2 separate regions of the Zea mays genome follow, and region 2 is linked to region 1. A link is a contact called in public Hi-C data. All regions are on one chromosome and are shown on one strand. The core of a region is the stretch at or near the end of the contact, and the rest is flanking DNA. Distances in the headings are between cores, read along the strand shown. Region 1 holds the start of LOC542611 (transcription factor RAX2). Region 2 holds the start of LOC100284247 (mitochondrial-processing peptidase alpha subunit).

The links. Hi-C and Micro-C count contacts between places; a contact is called where the count stands out from the background.
Region 2: a Hi-C map of bundle sheath shows a contact between it and region 1, with 3 times the contacts expected there. The contact joins the promoter of LOC100284247 here to the promoter of LOC542611 in region 1. A contact is called at or near these places in 3 of 25 Hi-C or Micro-C datasets (bundle sheath, ear and leaf).

Annotation. Positions count from the first base shown.
Region 1 is chr3:6,670,560-6,677,396 of Zm-B73-REFERENCE-NAM-5.0, reverse strand. LOC542611 (transcription factor RAX2) reads right to left here and starts at 2,842. Exons shown (of 3, transcript XM_008675367.4): 1 at 2,360-2,842; 2 at 2,107-2,236; 3 at 1,123-2,017. The coding sequence starts at 2,495. The coding sequence ends at 1,531.
Region 2 is chr3:6,855,762-6,862,777 of Zm-B73-REFERENCE-NAM-5.0, reverse strand. LOC100284247 (mitochondrial-processing peptidase alpha subunit) reads left to right here and starts at 1,582. Exons shown (of 13, transcript NM_001254778.1): 1 at 1,582-1,748; 2 at 2,575-2,820; 3 at 2,913-3,209; 4 at 3,302-3,469; 5 at 3,567-3,734; 6 at 3,826-3,906; 7 at 4,002-4,068; 8 at 4,609-4,703; 9 at 4,985-5,057; 10 at 5,143-5,213; 11 at 5,310-5,359; 12 at 5,635-5,747; 13 at 5,823-6,219. The coding sequence starts at 1,713. The coding sequence ends at 5,875. LOC109944790 (a long non-coding RNA gene) reads right to left here and starts at 1,305. Exons shown (of 4, transcript XR_002267933.2): 1 at 1,219-1,305.

The DNA.
Region 1 (6,837 bases), core at 1,593-4,092:
CCGGCCGCAAAAGCAATCTGTGCGCAGAGGGGAGCTCTGTACCAGGCTACCAGCAGTACGTAGCAACAGACTGCCGCAGGGCCGTGTCGTCTCTTTGTTAATCTACGATCCAAGTTCCAACGCGCCACAAGGCCACACACACACAAATCCCCACGTATGATTTGCCTTGGCCTTGCCTACAGGCATCCTACTTGGCTGTCTGATGTTTATCCAAGACTAGCAGAAAAAAAAAATCAAAGTCAGATGTAAGCAAACGGGCCGTGCTTAATTATTCGGAGGCTACTTTCTCGCCTGCCCATGTCAGCCGATGCCGACATATATATAGTTCCTTCAGCCAGCATCTAAAATTAGTGTTAGTTTAGGAGCCACAAAACCGGAGCAAATTGGAGGGCCTAAAATCTCCTCCTTATTCAATTTTGAATAAGAAGCGGATTTTAGCCCCTCTACTCTCTTCCGGTTTTTGAACTCTCAAACTAGCTCTTAGAGGGACCAAATTAGATTAGAGATGGCTGGTAGAAACATTTTTTTGCACTATTTATATAAAAATTAGCTAAAAACTAACATGTCCTGTATAATTAGGGGAGCATTAGGGCGGACATTATCCCCACTCGGTGGCCCCCGACTTCAGGCCATTAGGTTATATACGTACCTGACTTCAGGCCATTAGGTTACGTACTACGGTAGCCCTCGCCTCCTGCATTGTTTAGTGAATTGTGATCGGATGGATCGGACACATGCTCTACTTGTGTCCCTTCGCAGTTTGTACGGGCCCCGCTAGCTAGCGTGCATCCACAGCTTCGTCTGTTCTTGTTCTGCCCCGCCCGAGCGCGCCTCCCCCGTGGCCACATCCTGGTTTTTTTTTTGTTTTTTGTCAGTTTCGTTTTGTTTTGTCTCTAGGAGGACTGGGGGACAGCATCGCCTCTTTGTGATCTCTTTATCATCGTCACGCAGGAAGGAAAGCGAATCCCCGTACCCCATCTCCATCCATTCTGGACCGTGATCCGTTTTTTACCAGCCCGGCCAGCAGGGGTCCAGCGACAGGGTCAGGGGGTACTAGTATGATCAGGTACTGCACCGTCTCTAGGAAAGGAAGTGAATTGCCTTGATAACACACAGCTACACTGAAATCCTTTTCAAAACAAATTAACGAGTTAATAGGCACTCAAGAACATGAAGCCTTTTTTTTTCAAGACTAGAGCAACGCCATTAGCCAACTACGAGTAGCACATTTTCAATCACAGTCACAGATACTAGTTTTTTTTTTCTTTCTTTGTTTCTTTCAAAGGTCACCGATGGCGAATTGGCGACTGGAAATGTTAATTTCGGCAGAAATCTGACGTGAAGACCTAGACAAAACGCGCGCGCGCGGCTAGCTTTGCTTTCATGCAGCTTAGCTTCTGATCAACGAAGCGACGACGATCCCGACTCCCGAGCACATGCACCATGGTAGTACGTACTACAGACCCTACCGCTACGCTACGCTGTCCTTGGAACGACAGCGGCGTACCGCGTACGCAGCGCGCGAAGAAGCTAGCTATACCGACGAGGCGACGACGGCAAGATCGGGTCGAGAGGGTAGTAGTAGCCGCCGGGGAGGTGGAGCTGGTCGGCGCCGGCGAGGTCGGGGCCCGCGCAGAAGTCCAGCAGGAAGAGGGACGCTTCGCCTGCGCCGTTCTCCGCCGCCGACCAGTTGTTGGAGGCCGACGACGCCGCGGAGGCGGCCGAGGTGGAGCCGTCGGCGGCGGCGGCGGCGGCGGCGAACGGGTCCCCGAGGCCGAGCGCCGGCGCCAGGAAGTCGTCGCAGGTGTACGCCTCGGTCTTCACGGTCGGTATGGCGAGCGACGGGAACAGCGAGGACGTGAGCGTGGTGCTGGAAAGAGGCGCGGGCGCGGGCGCTGGCGGCGGGGCGGAGGACGCGGCCGCTGCGGCCAGGAGGCGCTTCTTGAGCTTGGTGTTCCAGTGGTTCTTCACGTCGTTGTCCGTCCTCCCCTCCATCTGCGAGGCTATCAGCGACCATCTGTGTGGCATGGCATGCGCTCAAGAGATTGGAGGATCGAAGAAGGAAGAAGAGCTTCTCGGATTCACATGTGTACGATCAGTACTCACTTGCTCCCGAGCTGGGCGTAGAGGGACATGATGACGGCGTCCTCCTCGGCGGTGAAGCCGCCGTGGCGGATGTCCGGGCGGAGGTAGTTGAGCCAGCGCAGCCTGCAGCTCTTGCCGCACCTCTTGAGCCCTGCACGCGACGCCGACCGGCAACGATCCACCCGTCGTCAGTGCACCTGTGCATATATGGCTCTTGCTAGCTATATATGGCACATACACACAAGCTAAGGGGAGCACACGCTCGATCGCTCACCCGCTTTCTTGGGCATGGTGATCCAGTTGCCGCCGCTGCCGTGGCGCTGGACGTAGCTGCGCAGCGCCTCGTCCTCCTCCGGCGACCACGGGCCCCGCTTCACGGCCGCCCTGTCGCAGCACGGCGTCCGCCCCATGGACGACACACGCACACACCTCCCGCCCACGTCCACCAACCCGGTTGGTCTCCTCCTCCTCCGCTCTGCTAGCGCGAGAGCAAGAGAACGAAGAGAGGACTAGACGGCGGGCGGGCAGACGGCACGAAGGCTAGAGGGCGGGCGACTGGCAGTTGCGCTGCAGCCTGCAGGTAGTACTTGTACCTGTCCTGCGTTCGTTGGAGCCATCAGCCATGCCGTCCGTTCATCGGTCGGTCCCTCTCTCTCTCTCTCTCCTCTTTTTTTCTCTACCCCTGCAGAGTGCAGCAGAGGTGCAGTCGTGCAGGGGTGAGTCTTTAAGAAATGGCACGGCCTGGACGAACGCAACCGGGCTGGGGCCGGGGCGTGAAGGTGAAAAGGAAGAGCCAGGGCGTGTCGCGCGGAAAAGGACGTGTGGACTGGCCAGCGTGCTTTCCCGTTTCGAAATCGATTCTCCTTTCCCTTCTGTCTCTCTCCCCTGTCTGCTTGCCTGGGCAGTTTCCTGCCAGTTTCAGTTTCAGACACGGCCTCCTGCTGGTTCTTGTTGCCTTGCCGGTGCAGTGCAGGGCGATCAGGGATTCACCCTTCAGTTTTTTTGCTTTTCGGTACCAGTATGTACTAGTAGTACTATTAATCTTATCACCAATAGAGACTGGATGGAGACTGGGCTCATGGGCTGGACTCCACAAAACACAATAGATCGAGGCAAGAGCTGCAAGCCTGCAACGTCCTCACAATTATCGGTTTCCTGTTGACGCAAAAGATTCGCCACACATCAGCTTAATATATATCGTTTTAATCATCGCAGATTGAAAAAAAAATGCAGCGAGGACCAAACTTACGTGATAAAGAATAAGGCTCTCTCCAACAATTTCTCCGCTTGTACATCTCGTCTTATACTATTACTAGATGAGTGGCTCGTGCGTTGCAACGGAAACACACAATACCATGATAACTTATATATATAATGTGTCTTATATTGTTATAAGAAAATGTTTCATAATTCATTTGTGATCCTAGCCATATATAAATTTTGTTATTTTAATTTAACTGTTTCACTACTACATTACAACCATCAGTATCATACAGACTTCGATATATACCATGATTTGCATGGTCTCATCATTAGAGAGCACGTGCCACACCTATCGGTAGAAGTTCCCTCGTACATCGTCAGTCATCAGGCACGCACAACCATACATGTTTGCTTAAATAAAAAGGCAAGTGTGTGCGTTTGCGAAGAGAATTAAAGGTAGGCCAGCACAAAAGCTACCTCGGCGATGGCAAGTGGTCATTGTTGTCGGTCCTCCTCTGCGTCACCTCTGTCGCTAAGATGACGCCACAGTCTTTGATATAGTAGTCGTCGAACGCGCGTGACATGGCGAGTACCGATGACTTTTGGCTGGGCTGCTAAACGAAGTGCACCCCGTGCTCATCAGCGAGGTAGTACACCTAGCCGTTGCACCTCCAGATGTGCTACTCCTCTACATACATCTTGTTCGAGGACACTCACACAACATCAACAACAACCGTCGTCCCAGCGCACAAGAATTTATGACCGGTCAGTAGCGACTTACGTGGCCGGTTGAGCTTCAGGTGGATGATGAGCTAGATGGCGTGACGGCGCCGTCGTCGGATGCGGTGCCCAGAACAACCCGAGAGTCGCCGGCGTTGGCAACGACTATGAGGTCCCTCGTTTGAATATGGACAGCGGTGTAGCCGCTCTGGACCACGTCCAAGCGATGGATGCGCCGGAGCTTGCTGAACATAGCGACGCATGCGGCCAAGTAGGACTGCTTCCAGAGGTCGAACTGGCAGTTGCCAAGCTTCTTCTCATCGTCGATGAGCGACGCCAACGCGAGCGCCTCCTGCCAGTGGTGTTTGTTCGGGGTTTCCAAGTAAGAAACATGGATTCATCTTTGGCGTTAGTTTATAAAAATGACTCACAAGTCAGATCCATGGACAAAATATTACGGAGAATAAATGTCACACATATAAAAAAGGAATTTAAGTTGAAAACTTATTCAAACAAAAGAAGTTGCATGCAAGGCTCTTCTTTAAATACTACTCTCTCCATCCAAAAATATAATTCGGGAATCTCGTTGATAATTATCTACTAATACACATTGTGTAAGGGTAGCAGGTGGGCTTTGGGAGAGATGTAGTAGATATTTTTACTGTAACAAATATTAACATAAACATACATGTGGTGTAGTGGTAGCTACGAGCACATTTACTTGAGAGGTCGCGGGTTCGAATCCCATTAGGGCCACATTTGTGTTTTTTTAATTTAATTTTAGCTAGGCGTGAGATGCACGTGGGAATGGGAATGAGCTTTGCGGGGAGAGGAAATGAGAAAGACGTATAGATATATACTTTCTAATATATTTTACTTCCTACACCTAAATAAATCTCTAACATTTCCCCTATATAGCTCCTATATACACTGGAATTCAGTTAATTAACACATATTTATCATTTCTTATAATTTTTAAAAATCACACAATGTCTGTACTATCGTAAAACGTATTATTATCATGTTACCGCTTACGGGGCTTAATTAGAGCAAAAAAGTGTTGATTAACGTGTAGAGAATATAGTGTTTACCTTTTATATAGGGGATATTCCCTCCCCCTACATGGAGTGAGATGGATCTCTTACAATTCCTCTCAATCCACCCCTAAGAGCATCTCCAACAATGGGTTCTAAAATAAAGCCTTAAAAATTAAAATAGGACTACATTTAAAGTGTTTAGGGTCTCAAGCTTTATTTTTACTTTAATAGTTATATCTCAAATAATGACATTTAGGAAATAAATATTTGTAGATTAAGAGAAAACAAGAATATGACTCGAATATACGAGATACTACATTTAGAAACCGAGAGACCCGACTTTATAATTGTTTGATGAATTTTAATGAAATAGGGCCACTAATGGAGGGTGTTTCATGTACCCGCACCACCGACCCAAAATTTGGTTCGTTCTTTATTTTGCACAAAAACAATTAAGATACAATAGTAATTATTTTAAATATGTAACTTGGCTGATGGTTCATGAAATGTTTTATTGCTGCTCAGTGTGAAATGGTTTAAAATTTGTACAACTCAACTATTGTTGCTACTTAATTGCTTATTGCTAAATTATTGTATAAAAGTGCACACTCAGTAAAACTCGCGGGTGAGCCGAAACCCACCCGAAACCCAGTGCATGCGTTCGGGTGCGGGTTTGGAATTACACCTGCGGGTGCGATTGTGGGCGAGTTTCGGTAGTCTGCACGAGTGCTATTGCGGGCGTGTTTTTGCTCCACCTGATCTGAACCCGACCCATTGCCTTCCCTAATTGCCGCTTTGTGTAGAGAGGTTCTCGTTCGATTCTTTCTTGGACTTTCTAGTGTGCATATTGAGTTTCATTTGTTTGATAACTTGATAATCTTCTTAAGAACTTGTTCGAGGAATCCTACCCATTTGGTTGAGGTTATCTTGGTTTTGAATCTTTTGGTGAGTTTTGGGTGTCATAGAGGTTCGGCTGAACATTTGGGAATTAAGCTAAAATTTCTTTTCTCAGCATGGTTGCTATTAGGTAGATGTTTTCACCATGCCTCCATTGGTAGAGCCTCATGCTTCATAGCTAGTAGACACAACGTACACAGCCCCACTACAAGACTATCACAATCTAGCATCACACTGAAAACCTTTTGCTCTCCACGATAACGACGTCAACATGCTCAACCAGTCGTCGTTGTTCATCGACATGCTCACTGGTGAGCACCAAATGTGAACTTCATGATGAATGGTTACTAGTATAACAAAGCATACTACCTCAATAATGGCATTTACCCTTAATGGTTGATATTTGTGAAGACTATTCCTCTCCTACAGACTTCGAAGCAATGGATGGTTATTGCATGCCACTGAGGTCGCACTGAAGGACGTAAACCCACGAGATCACTTTCTTTCTTTAGGGCATGGCATTCAATTCTAACTTTGGGATTCCAGAACATTCAAGAAAGAAGGTCAAAGGACTCAGGCTTTAATGCCAAAGTACTGGGCAGAGCGTACTTACCTACTTAGACAAGAGGGATACTTATAGATCTCTATGAGCGTAAGGCAAAGTGGGCAAGACTACTTCCACAACTACATTTTCGCCATTTTTGTTATAGCCGAGCTTTCAAAAAGAGAGCATTTGGTGTTCTCAAGTCTCGACTCCATATTATCTTCACTCTAGGTCATTCCTTTTCTAAAAAGTACTCAGTGTGATCATACGTGCATGAGGATGAGCTAGAGAAACATATGACATGGATGACTATGAGATAGTCAAGTCCTCAATTGTAGCACTAAACATATG
Region 2 (7,016 bases), core at 333-2,832, 190 kb before region 1:
AGGAGTGTATGAAATGTTTCAGATAATTAACATAACAGCTAAATGAAGATCACTGGCCCCTGGGTTCCAATACTGTTAGCAAAAGGGTGAGCAATTCATGGAAGCTCAGAGTGAAAATGAACAGCACCGTCTCAACTGGGCACCGTTTTGACAGACATATGACGTACTGTAAGGACGTGTTTGTTGAGGTCAAAGTAGAATGAGACGGAGGTGACATCGTGCCCTCAATTTTTTTTATCACACCGTCACCAAAAAAATACTTCGGTGTTTACCTCACCCCCACGTGACTCTCGTCAAAAACAATATAGAAACTATGCTCGCCACTTTTCATTCCTTCTTATACATCCAACCAAACACAACTTATGTGATAAAAGGTGTGTGTTTGGACTTCGGAGTATACAATTGACCATTGGCAAAGGTGATTTGCGTTGACTCTCTACGAAACTAACATCGATTGATTAGCTAGCTAACAACCTTTTCAAGTTCAGTAAAACCATACCAGTCTGTCTTTAGCTACAGACGTCTACCAGTCTACCATGCATGAGGCCTCGAAGAGTCTGCATGCCTCATCCGTGCCTTCTACCAGATACGAGATCCTGAACCGATCAACAGCACTAACTGCTCACGAAGTACGATTCAAACAACCAACGACCCTGTACCTACGCTGCACAACGACCAATCACCTGCATATACCAACCCTACTCGGCGCACCAAACTCTCCGCCCAAATCTCGTTTTTTCCGTGGCGACCTGGCCCATGTCATCATGCATGCCGATGTCCAACGCGTACAGAAACAGCCCAACAAAAGCACAATGGACTATCTGACAGCCTTGTGCGAGCAAATCTTCATGGGGGGTCCGGGGGAAAAAAATGCAAGCCAGTTGCAACGCTGCAACTGCTATTTATGAACTGATGCCGGCATTTCATCGAGCAGGTGATCGAAGCTATGCTCCCATGCGTAGCGTATTTTAATTTTCACCTTCACCTATTTGCAGTTTGGCACTCGCTGAATGAGAACCAGCGGAAGGAATTTCTCCACTTCTCTGTGGTGGAATTGAGACAATCTACTCCCCGCGCCAAACACATAAGCGAATGCAGCGAGATTAACGATATACATAACAAGTTGCAGAAACTTTCTGCCAGAAAGCCGATATGCTGAGAGCGGATGCGCAAAACAGGCTACGAAATACCTAATCAGCAATCTACCAAACAACTAACCTGCTCGGCGCCAACCCCGCTCCCGGCAGCGATTGGCATCAGTCGCTGCGCCTAGAGAACCGCGACCGTCCTCTCGCACGCTGTGATCAAGCCCTCGCCTCGCCACCAGCGCCGAATACGGTGGAGCCAGCAAGCGGCGCCGGCGATCGCCTCGCCCCATCTCGGCGTGCAGCCGTGCACGGCGCGGCGGTTTCACGAATCACGCGTGATATGATGGCCGGTAGGCCCAGCAGAACTAACATAACTGGGCCTACATGGGCCACGTCATTAGGCCCAAAGTGAGTGGGCCGGCCACACATGCTCGGCCTCTCTCGCTTGATATGCACACACGGACACATCCTTTTGCAGCAGTGTGAGAGCTCGATTCGTTGCCGTCCACTTGTCTCACGGCCTGTCGCCATCTCCTTCCTGGTTTTTTCATCCGACCATCCCCGGCTCCTCCGCGCCGTCGGCGACGACTCCATCGAGTCACTCGGCCGCAGCAACCGGCGACCATGTACCGAGTCGCCTCCGGGCTCGGCGCCCTCAAGGTGAGCCGCCCACGCCTGGAACCCTACCCTTGCATTGACCTTGGCTCCTTCCATTTCGGGTAGATCTGGGCGCGATTCGCCGATCCGCAGCGGCGTCGCTTGCGGTCGCGTCGCGATACGGCGGATCCCTCTTGTCGGGACCTTCCCGTCGTCCGAACGCGCCCGAGCTTGATGCGTCAGCCTGGGAGCTGAGCTGATGGGTATTTCTGGCGTTGCAAGTGCCGATCATTGTTTGAACTGTTTGTCCTGTCTTATTGTCTGTTGAATTGGGGACGAGGTTGTCCGATCACATGATTATGCTGCATTCATTTTGTTCAGTGCATGCGTTTGAAACCCTTGTGATGTTTTGTGTTAGTTAACAAGCGGTGTGATGTTGAAGAGTGTTTCATTTCATTCAATCATTCATAGCCACTTATGATACTAGTTTCCACGTCTGTTTATAGGCAGAAGATAGAGCACGATTTTTATGTGGAACAATTGGATCTATACCATTAAAAGATCCAAACTTTAGATATATACCATGGACCCCACATGTCATTGACTCATGTGGACCCACATGTAAGTGAGATAGTAATGGTATGGATCCAAAGTGGTGATCTTTTAATGGTATGGATCCAAATTTCCCTTTTTATGTAGACAACCCTTTTTTTATGTGAGAATGTAGAAAACTGTCATTCCGATTCCTCACACCAAGAGTATTGCTTGGTATTGCTCTGCGAGCGGCTTTTACTGTAATAATAAACACGCTTTTCTTGGGTTTGTTTGTATGAAAGGTTTATGGCTTTGACCACTGAACTGTAATATATGTTCTTTCCTTCTATTTCAGAGGCATGGGGCAAATGCTCAAATGATGAATGCTGCAATTAGGTGTGCCAGCACAAGTGTTGCACAGAGGTCTTCGGGTGGCTTCTGGACCTGGTTGACTGGTGCGCGTTCAAATGAAATACCTCCTCCAGATTTCACACTTCCAGGAGTGACTATTCCTCCTCCGCTGCCTGACCATGTGGAGGCTGGCAAAACAAGAGTCACAACACTTCCCAATGGTGTTAAAATAGCCTCTGAGACATCTGCGGTATGTCGTGTTTATTTTTATATGGTTACTCATTCCATCCATGCACTCATCAGCAGCTGACTATAATAGTGTGTTTTCCATTTCCTATTCAGGGATCATCTTGTTCTGTTGGAGTTTATGTTGATTGTGGTTCTGTATATGAAGCACCTGAAACAACAGGCGCCAGTCAACTGTTGAAGACAATGGCCTTCACAACCACTGCCAACAGGAGTGAGTTGCGGGTTGTGCGTGAAATTGAGGCAATAGGTGGCAGTGCCAAAGCATCTGCTAGCCGTGAGATGATGAGCTACACTTACGGAGCCCTGAAGACTTACATGCCTGAAATGGTTGAGGTGCTTATTGATTGTGTACGCAACCCTGCTTTTCTTGATTGGGAGGTCAAGGAACAGGTAATTCATCTTGTTGTCCTCCCCTTCCACATGTCTGTTTTAGATTAATGGATCAAGTTCTTTGCTGATACAGTGACATGTTTCCTTTTCAGATTTTGAGGCTACAGGCAGAGCTTGCAAAATCATCAAGTTTTCCTGAAAATTTTCTTTTGGAGGCTCTTCATTCTACTGGCTATTCTGGTGCTTTAGCAAATCCACTAATTGTGCCAGAATATTCAGTTAGCAGATTGAATGCAGATGTCCTGGAACAATTTATAACTGTGAGATTCGTCTCTAGAATTTGTTTAGTGTTCTTTATGTCCTGGTAATCCTTGTTGACGTGTTATTTGTACCTTTTGTTGCATGCATGGGTATCAGGAGAACTACACTGCTTCCCGAATTGTTCTAGCTGCATCAGGCGTTGATCATGATGAATTGGTATCTATTGCCGAACCCCTTCTGTCTGACATTCCCAGTGTATCTGGAACAACAAGGCCAAAATCAACCTACATTGGTGGAGAATACAGAAGAAGTGCAGATTCATCGGTAAGCATTAGGATTTGGTTCATTCATCAAGTCACTTACTTAACACGCTAACACCTAGATTTCTATCATTCACTTCTTTTGTGCAAAATAGAGCACAGACGTTGCATTGGCATTCGAGGTCCCAAGTGGTTGGCTCAAAGAAAAAGATTGCGTCACTGTATCAGTTCTTCAGGTTCATTAGACAGTTTGTTGAGAGATTCACTATTTTAGTAAACAAGGCGTGCCACTTGAACGTTTTGTTAACTAAGAGTTCTACATCTTTCGCAGGCACTTCTGGGTGGTGGTGGCAAGTTTTCTTGGGGAAGGCAAGGAAAGGGGTTACATTCACGTCTAAGTAAGTACTAGAACAGATGTTTATATTCTACCCTTTAGCATGCTAGATACTACGTATTCTTTTGATAAGCTGTGGTTGCATTTGGAGACTTGGATAGATGGTGAAATCAGTATTATGGGACTGGAGTTGTTCAACACTCTGGCTGATTAATAATTCAAAGTGGATTTGCTCCCAGTTTGTGCTATATTGATATCACTCACCCTGAATTAGTCATTCTTTACCAAGATCTTATAGGACAAAACAACATGCATTGTAAAATTTGGTGTTTGACTTTCGCACTGTTGGAGAAGTATTATTCCTCTGATACTGTCTTCCACAAGTGCACTGAAGACTTAGTTCTAATTCTGATTGCTCCATAACTGTTCTTTTTATGTTCATTTCATCTAGATAAGATCTTTGCCAAATTGCCATAGTGTGAAGCACTATGAAGAACAAAGTTAATCTGACAAATCGAAGCAGTCAGAATGTATTTATGTTGCTTGTCTTTATATAACTAGTGGGATCATACCAGTCGCTGAATTTGAGGTGCGCTTTGTGCAGACCGCCTCGTAAATGAATTTGATCAGATCAAGTCAATCTCTGCTTTCAAGGATGTTCACAGTAATACTGGCATCTTTGGAATCCATACATCTACTGTAAGTATTATATTCACTTACACAAGCTTGCTAGTCATGCATAATGCCGCCATTTTATGCAAATATCATGTAATCATGTGTACCTCTTGGGAGGAAATGATCACTTAAAACTTGTTACATGTGTACATATATCTATCTTTTTTGTGTGTGAAAACTCAAACCATTGCTATTGCTTATGGCATCACATAGAAAACTCATTGGAGCAGTAAAAACAATTGTTACAGAAATAATCATAATGTTCTGTAGTTACAAATCATCACAAAGTGTTATCTCATAATCAGGATGCATCATTTGTTCCTAAAGCTATTGACCTAGCAGCCAGAGAGCTCACTTCCCTTGCAACTCCTGGACAAGGTATCTCAACTATCCTATCTTGGTTGTTGGCTCCTGTTAGTTAGATTATTTGCTTGCCTGGAACTTCATTTTGTTCTCATTACAGTTGACCAAAGCCAACTGGACCGCGCTAAAGCCTCAGCTAAATATGCGATACTGGCAAATTTGGAATCACAGGTATATAGGAATCTTTTGAATATTTCTCTTTTAAAAAAACAATATCGTACATTTCTGTGACTGCTGATGGCTCGCTCAAATAATTGGAACTCATAGGCATCGCTAACAGAGGACATGGGGCGCCAAGTTTTGGCATTTGGTGAAAGGTAATATGTTTTGAGTGTTATGGTGCTGTGATAATTTCACCTGCTACATGTGATTCTATTCCCTTAGAGGTCACAACAGGATGCTGTCAGATATTGCTTCAGAGTGGGGGCATATATCAAATGTTTGCTGCTCATATTGTAGATATTATGTTCATGGATGCTATTATCATGTATAGTCAATGAAAGATATATTCAACTATTGATGCTTTTCTATTTTGTTACTTCTGTATCATGCTCACTGGTCCACCTAATCTTGGCTTCATAAACCCCTGCAGGAAACCTGCTGAGCACCTTCTCAAGGCTGTAGATGGTGTTACTATGAAAGATATAACGTCTGTTGCTGAAAAGATCATTTCATCCCCATTGACAATGGCATCTCATGGAAACGGTAAGCGGCAGCTAGTCGCCTTACATTGTGTGATATCAACTACAATGTTTCTGACCTGTCTCTTGCATTCTGCAGTTCTGAATATGCCTACTTATGAGTCGGTCAGTGGCAAGTTCCGCTCAAAATGAGGAGTACATGACCCTTCCCTTCATTTTATCACCTTGTTTGCTGGACAAGTTTTACCAGTACCTTGTCATTCACGTCTAGGCCATGGTTCTTGGTCAGTTTCAGAAGAAATAAGCAACCTCATGCAGTTTTGTTCGTGAAACCTGTGATCACTTCACAATTATTCCCTTTTCTCATTCTTTTGCGGAACATTCGTGTGGTTAATGCTGGTGATAGACCAGTAACGTGCTTGTAAATTTAACCGAACCCTGGCCCCTCATTCGGTACCAAGGCCCCAAGAGAATGTACAAAATTGTCGTAAAACTCTTGACAAAAATGTTGTCGCACATGAATAATGATTCTACAGAACTGAAGTTTGCATGAGTCGTGTACTCGTGTTCGATGCAAATGGTTGTGGTGTATCTTTTGGGGTGGTGTAAATGGGTAACCTACCATTGGTTTTTTTTTCTGGTCAGCTACTTTGGTTTATTTCTCTAAATTAGTTACATGGTGTGCCATTCTAGTTCGTTTTAACAAGTTTTTGTATGCTATTCCTGGAATTTGCATCCCTATGTGTGTTAAATTTTATAGCGGTAACTTTTTGTCAGGTTTGTTAGGGCAAAAGTGTTGAGCTTCGGACAATCTGCAGTGTCTTGGTATTGGCCGCCGGTCTTTTGAAGAACGCATATTTTCAGTTTGTTAACCGAACCATCATAAATTATTCATGCACTGGTGAATTTCACTAGCCTGCTAATGAAGTTTCACGAAACGGTAAAAAAGAAGCTTTCCAAGGGACGGCGTTTGACTCGAGGGAGCCGCGGTGCGGTCAAGAACGGGTGAGGACGACCCGTGGAATTGGAGCCTCGAGATGGCGACACCATTGGCGCGCCTAATGTTTTTTTTTTCCGAGTCGCCGTTTTTGACCGGTGGACGGTGGCCGCTGCGATGGAATCAACGAGGCTGCTCTTTGTTGGCTCCTGCTCTGCTGGCCTTCGGAGTTGTGGGCGGTGCTTGGTTGGTTTTAGAGATGGCAATGGGGACCCGATCCCCGATTCCCCGCGGGGAATTCCTCTATTAGGGGATGGGTATGGTACGAATTTAGTCCCCGCGGGGATCTAAATGAGGGAAATTTAATCCCCGTCGGGTTCGCGGGGACGGGGACGG